Regions from separate parts of the Mus musculus genome. Here region 1 is linked to region 2. Evidence: chromatin contacts called from public promoter capture Hi-C data. All regions are on one chromosome and are shown on one strand. The core of a region is the stretch at or near the end of the contact, and the rest is flanking DNA. Distances in the headings are between cores, read along the strand shown.

Region 1 (2,846 bases), core at 39-2,538, 550 kb after region 2:
TCAAGGATCACGGGTATTGGGTCTACAAAGGAAAACCCTGGGTGGCTGGGGAAAGAACCCGGTTGGTACGTACACTTGCTATGCAAGCATGAGGAGCTGAGTTCTGATGTTCAGCATCCACATGAAAGTCAGGCACAACTGCACATGCTTAGTACCGCAGCACCGGGAGAGGGGGAGCAAGACAGGGAACCCCCAGCCTGCCACCCTTGCTGACCAGCAAGCATCCAGTTCAGCCAGAGACTCCATCTCGAGGCAGTGAGGCAAAGGGTGATAGAGGACACCAATGTCGTCCTCTGGTCTGTACCTGCATGTGCACCGTCACATACCCCAACACACCCCTCCTTGGCCAAGCCATTTTGAAGTCCACTTGTTCAGCTCAGATTTGGAATAGAAGCTCAGTTCTGTCTGATGGACGATTAGAGTAGGGCTGGGTATCTCACCACTGCATCCCACCTCGTCCCAGGGCATCCCACCCCATCCCACCCCTGACAGCCTAACCCTGAGGCCAAGTATGGTGTTGCACATTCATTATCCCAGCACTCAAGAGATTGAGACAGGAGAACCCTGAGTTCAAAGCAGCCAGCTTGGGCTACAAGAGGATTAAGAGTTTGAGATACTCCCATCTCAAAAATAAGTTAAACAAAATAAATAAAAAATAAAGCTAGCATCGGTGGTGTGCACCTTTGATCCCAGCAGCTGGCAGGTGGATACAGAAGGGATTAAGAGTTTAGGTCTTCCTTGGCTGCAAAACAATTTGTATAATTCCTTGGTTACATAAAAAAAAAGACTAGACTGGACTACCTAAGACTCTGTCTCAATAACAAAGAGAAGCAACCTCGAACTACCTCCAAACAGAGAATGGTGGTCCCTAGTGGGTGTCTCTGTAAAATTTATCTGGGCTAAGGAGGTGCTCAGGGTCCTGTAGAAGGGCTTTATAGGAAATATTGGGACAGAAAAGGCCACGAGTCTTCCCACCAAACTGCAGGTGTCAGGTAGGATCTGTCAGGTCTCCCCTTTCTAGCCTTCTTCAAGCATCTTGGGAGCATCTTTGCTGCTGCTGCTGCTGCTGCTGCTGCTGCTGCTGAGATGATCAGCAGCAGGCTCACTGCTCAGCATCCCGTTTGGACCAAACTGATCAAGACAATCTGGGAGAAGAGGGAGAAGAACCTACGGGAAGGGGCAATACTAATTTGTCTCTCTCAACTTGCAAAGATGGTACTGCGCAGGCACCTTCAGGGAGACGGCTGCAGTGGCAAGGAGTGGACAGCGGACAGGCTACTTTGGTCCTACACTCAGTGGAGACTCGGGACAGCAGTGCACACACACGGAGAGCAGGCGCTGTGCGTGCATAGGGGCGGGCGCCAAGTCGCTGCTTGCGCGCCCCCGCCTGGGGCTATAAAAGCCTTGCCACCTGCTGCCCTGGCTACGTAGCGCATCCGCTTGCCGGGAGGAACCAAGCTACGGCGGCTGCTGGACTGGATATGGACCCTGAGACCTGCCCCTGTCCTACTGGTGAGCCCCTTCCCCCTCCTGCAGCACTTTGCCCTTTCCTGGCAAAGAACCCACTCCTCTGTCTTCACTCAAGGACATTTGGGGGAGGAGTCCCTTCCCCCTACCCCCATCTTTAACCCTGTGATGATGATAATCTTCATTTAGGCATGGGGACGCCAGGTTTCCCTAGTATAATTCTTCGTGTGCTCTCTTAGGTGGTTCCTGCACCTGCTCGGACAAATGCAAGTGCAAGGGCTGCAAATGCACGAACTGCAAGAAGAGTGAGTGCACCCCCCCACCCCCAACCCCTGCCATAACCTCCCGCCGCGCCCACCCCACCCCCACCAGACACTATGAAGCAAAGCTTCCTGCTGCAGACCTTCAGATACCGAGGCTATTACAACCAATGTTAATTAACCCAATGTAAGGGGGATATTTTGATGAATTTCCGGAAGCTATTAAGATAGCCGCTTTGAAAGCTGAGCCCCACTCTTCGATTTTTCCAGAGCCCGAGGATCCCCAAGGAAGAATGGGGGGGTCAGCTTTAAAGTTGTAGTGCCTTGGCCCTTCTTAGGCTTTGTGGGGTCTCCTCAATCTGCTCTTTCCAGATTTCAGCGATGTAATATGCTTGGGGTGAGGTGTAGAGGTAGGACCAGCGCTTTCTTCTTCTCGAGTGTGGCTATGCATAGATCTCACGGATGTGCTGGCCTCGACATTATCCCTGCCCCTTCCCTGCTGCAATTCCGTCTCAGTACCTTTTACATTGGCTTGCCTTTTCCACCAGACCTAACTCTCCCTCTGGCCCAGGCCTGAGCCCAGCATTCCCAGGGAATTCCCTAGCACCCACCCAAAGAGCTGTGTGCTAGTTATAGGGTGACTCTCTACAGAGGCCCGGCAGTCACTGCAGTACCATGGATGCTGAGTCAGACCTGATGTGGCAGTATGAAGGGAGAGCCACCTGTCCTGGGCAAAGCCTGATGACTGTCCAGCCTCCCATACTGCTTTCCTCTGCCCTTTGATGGAGACAGATGCCGACATCAGACTGGGCACATATGTGCGCCCGCGCACACACACACACATTTTATCTACAGGCTGCTGCTCCTGCTGCCCTGCCGGATGTGAGAAGTGTGCCAAGGACTGTGTGTGCAAAGGTGAAGAGGGGGCCAAGGCAGAGGCCGAGAAATGCAGCTGCTGCCAGTGAGGACCCAGACCCTCCCACACAGCCTATGTAAATAGTGCTGGGTGTCCCTGGTGGGGCACAACTGTTGTCTTCCCCCCCCCCCCCCCCCCCGCCGGCTGCCTGCTCCGGGGTGTGAATAAATCCCATGCACAACATGAACCCAAGACTGGTCTCT
Region 2 (3,235 bases), core at 646-3,145:
AATATATTTCTTTTTTTAATTCAAGAGTGAGTGCATACTAATTTACACAAAAACATTTCATGTGTAGATGATTTGAAAGCTTTCTGGGAAACAGTACACCAAGAAAATTGAGAAAGACCACCATCAAAGAACAATAAGTCAAAGCCATGGCAACAAGAGAGGGTCTACCCACACCCATCCCACGCTGAGGTGTACAGATGGGAAGAGTTAATGGTCCTATTCTACCAAACATTCAAGAAAGCTGTAATTCCATTCACTGCACTATACCAGGGAAATAAAGGCTACTCAGTTCATTTCATGTGTCTAGCACAACGAAGTACCAAAACTAGACAAGGAAAAGGCAGTGGATATGGGGTGAAAGACACCATTTTGTTTAGGAGTAAACATATAAAATCCCTACATAAAACATCAGAAAATCAAAACCAGTAGTTTATTAGAGCCAGGATGTAAGGCGAATACAAAATTAAAAAACAATCCAGGTGACTCAATAGACTAAAATCATCTCAGCGAATGATTTTAACACGCTGAAATTTGATAAACTTTTAATACTTTTTTTTTTATTGAAACAACAAACGACGCTTGTTTGCCCTGGACTCACAGCACAGGTGATAGCTGGAGACAGGATCAGAGCAGATGCTCAGAAGCACTGCTACTTATTAATGTTGTACTCAAAGCTTGCTCAGTGACAGACAAGAGAAGGAAATAAGAAATTCAACACTCAACAGAAAGAGACAAAGCTGTTGATATTTGCAATCAGTATAATGACCTACATCAAAAACATACAAGCGCCAAGATATTCATGTAATTAAACATGAATTCATCAAAAGAAGTGTGTGTGAAATTAGCAAACAACATTAATAGTTTCCGTGTAACACGGAGATAACTAATTAGAACACGTATTGTTATAATTTTTTAACAACAACAACAACAAAATAAAACAAAACTGAAAAATATACCAGATGTGAGTTTAATAAGAAATGTCAGCAGGAAAAAAAGGTGGACTACTTTAAGATGTGAAAGAAAACACAGAGTGAAGCCTAGGATTTGAACCCAGAGCTTTGTACACAAAGTGCTCTACCACGGAGCTCCGTCCTCAGCTAAGATACTATCCTAAGTCCTATTTCTCTTACAGTGTGCCAGCTTACATAATCAATGCTGAAAGCAAAAGCCCACCTTTGAGCCAATCCACTACGATCTACAGATCTGGTACTTCATCAGCAGTTGAAGAAGTTGAGAAAATGTCTTTTCAAAAAACCAAGATGAGGCTTTGCATGGGGAGCAGAAAGAGAGGCTGAGGTAAGTAAAAGACAAAGGTTGCAGTCTTGGAAAAGTTTCTCCTTGCTGGCCCTGACCAAGGTGACACCCAGAAGTGGGAGATGAGGCTCCCCCCCCAACCCCACGCATGCCCCACAAAACCTCTGTGGCCAAACAGATGGTGCAGCACATTTTTTAAACTGCTTTTAACACAGTAACTGTTCTTTGCTGCTTGCTCTTTATGCCTTTAGTCAAAAGTCTCACCAGCTGTCACCATCAAGGAAAATGTCAGGGGCTGTGTCTGCCTATGCCTGTGCTCAACGCAGGGGGGACAGGGAACCAGGAGCCTCACCTCGCTGTAGGCACAGCTGGTAAGGTGGTAAAAGACGTGGGATCCTCACAGAATGAATGTAAATAAGTACGTGGCAAATCCTTCCCCACCTTTCCAGGGACTAAATGTATCTCCTTCCTATTCCCGTTCTTCCCTGGCACATCTCACTGAGGCCAGTGTTAGTATTCCCACTCCGTAGAAACAACAGTGGCGAGGCCTGGCAAAGAGCCCCGCAATCGACCCTCGTGTGATCCTTTCCTAATCTGGACCTCACTGTCACAATGAAGCTGGCCAGATGTCCTCTGAAGGCGCTCTGAGCAGGGCTCTGGATTCTTGCCTGATGTCAGCAAAGTATTCCTGAGCCCTCTCTGACCACCACAAGGACAGCCTACTAAATCCCAAGAAATCCAAGCCTCGGGACTGCAAGAGGCTGCCAAACTCCTGCCCCTTGTTTCTTCCACACCCATCACTAGCATGTTGAAATGGCTACCAGACAGGGAAAAGAAAAGAATCTCGATTAATAATTTGCTGAACCAAATCCCCACAGCCTTTCAAATTACACAGACTGATGGAGAATTTGGGAGATGTGTTTAAAATTTCCCGTTTAACCATGTAATTGTTTTTACTCCCAGTTATCTTCTCTTGGAAACGTATGCTTGACTTACTGAATAAATCTTTCTCCCCATTTGAAATCATCCATTAGCAGTAAGCAACTGACACTCCATTGCGCACAATGAATTTCATTGCCGCTAAGTTGCCACGTGCTATGTGGTGGAGAAGAGGCACTGCCGGCAAGATCTCTCCATGTCAGGGGCAGGCTCGGAGCTCAGCCCGGAAACCTGCTTCCAATCTGCTAATCTCTGCTCATTATGCTAGCTCTGGATTCTTCCAGCATCGAGGTGGCCATTCTGGAGGGCTGATCTGAAGAGACAGTCTCTAAAGATGTTTCTTTCTTTCTTTTTTTTTTTTTTTTTTTTTTTTTTTTTTTTTTTTTTTTCTGTTCCAGGGATTGAACTGGGTTCCGGGCAATAGCTGCGTCTGGCTACCTACCTTTGGACCAACATACACAGTAAACCTAGCAAGAACTGGGCTTGCCCTTGGGCTTGATGCGAAGCCTCAGTGAGCCTGCTGCCTTGACACAGACATCCGGTCTTCTTGAGCATCACATATGCGGCATTGTCAATAGAGAAAAGTCAAATGTGTTTACTTCTTTCTGCACTGCTGCCAGCTGGCCGCACTCTCGGGGGACACTGATGCTGAGCTTACAAACAGTGACTTCTCTTGAGCTTACTGTCAACAAGTGGCTCCAGCATGGGGAGGAGGGACTGAATCATTGCCCCTGGGGACCTCCGAATCAGAGCTGAAAGACCTCAGCAGCAGCAGCCAGACTCTAGGATTTCTCAGGCTGCTGCCCTTGCATCATGTATGAAGCCTTCCGAACACATTCACGCCCCTTCACATGATGGGAAATGCTGACTTTTCAATCACACATTTAAACAGATCAGAGAACCTGGAAGGAGCATTTAAGTCTCTTCACACCTAGTCCAATTATAGTATTATTTACGCTCATTGTCTTCATCACTTGGAGACGGAAGCTTGAATTACTGAGTAAATCCAAAGCTGTAAGCTGGCCCTGCCCTTCTGACTCTC

Evidence for each region. Promoter capture Hi-C pulls out the DNA fragments that hold promoters and counts their contacts.
Region 1: a promoter capture Hi-C map of hippocampal neurons shows a contact between it and region 2, with 3 times the contacts expected there. The contact joins the promoter of Mt3 here to the enhancer-like site in region 2. A contact is called at or near these places in 6 of 39 promoter capture datasets (the 3T3-L1 cell line, cranial neural crest, embryonic stem cells and 3 more) and 1 of 115 datasets of contacts at active chromatin or transcription factors (embryonic stem cells).

Annotation. Positions count from the first base shown.
Region 1 is chr8:94,151,319-94,154,164 of GRCm38.p6, forward strand. It overlaps Mt3 (metallothionein 3), which reads left to right and starts at 1,289. Exons shown (of 3, transcript NM_013603.2): 1 at 1,289-1,512; 2 at 1,707-1,772; 3 at 2,583-2,830. The coding sequence starts at 1,482. The coding sequence ends at 2,692.
Region 2 is chr8:93,597,131-93,600,365 of GRCm38.p6, forward strand. The region is part of intron 8 of Gm26843 (a long non-coding RNA gene); the gene reads right to left. Among named protein-coding and RNA genes, the nearest start is that of Ces5a, 63 kb to the left of the region's middle. Within about 2 kb of position 1,896, at least 49 of the 459 cell types and tissues checked have an H3K27ac peak or open chromatin away from gene starts, as enhancers often do. A contact at or near this core is called in hippocampal neurons, where this site is marked.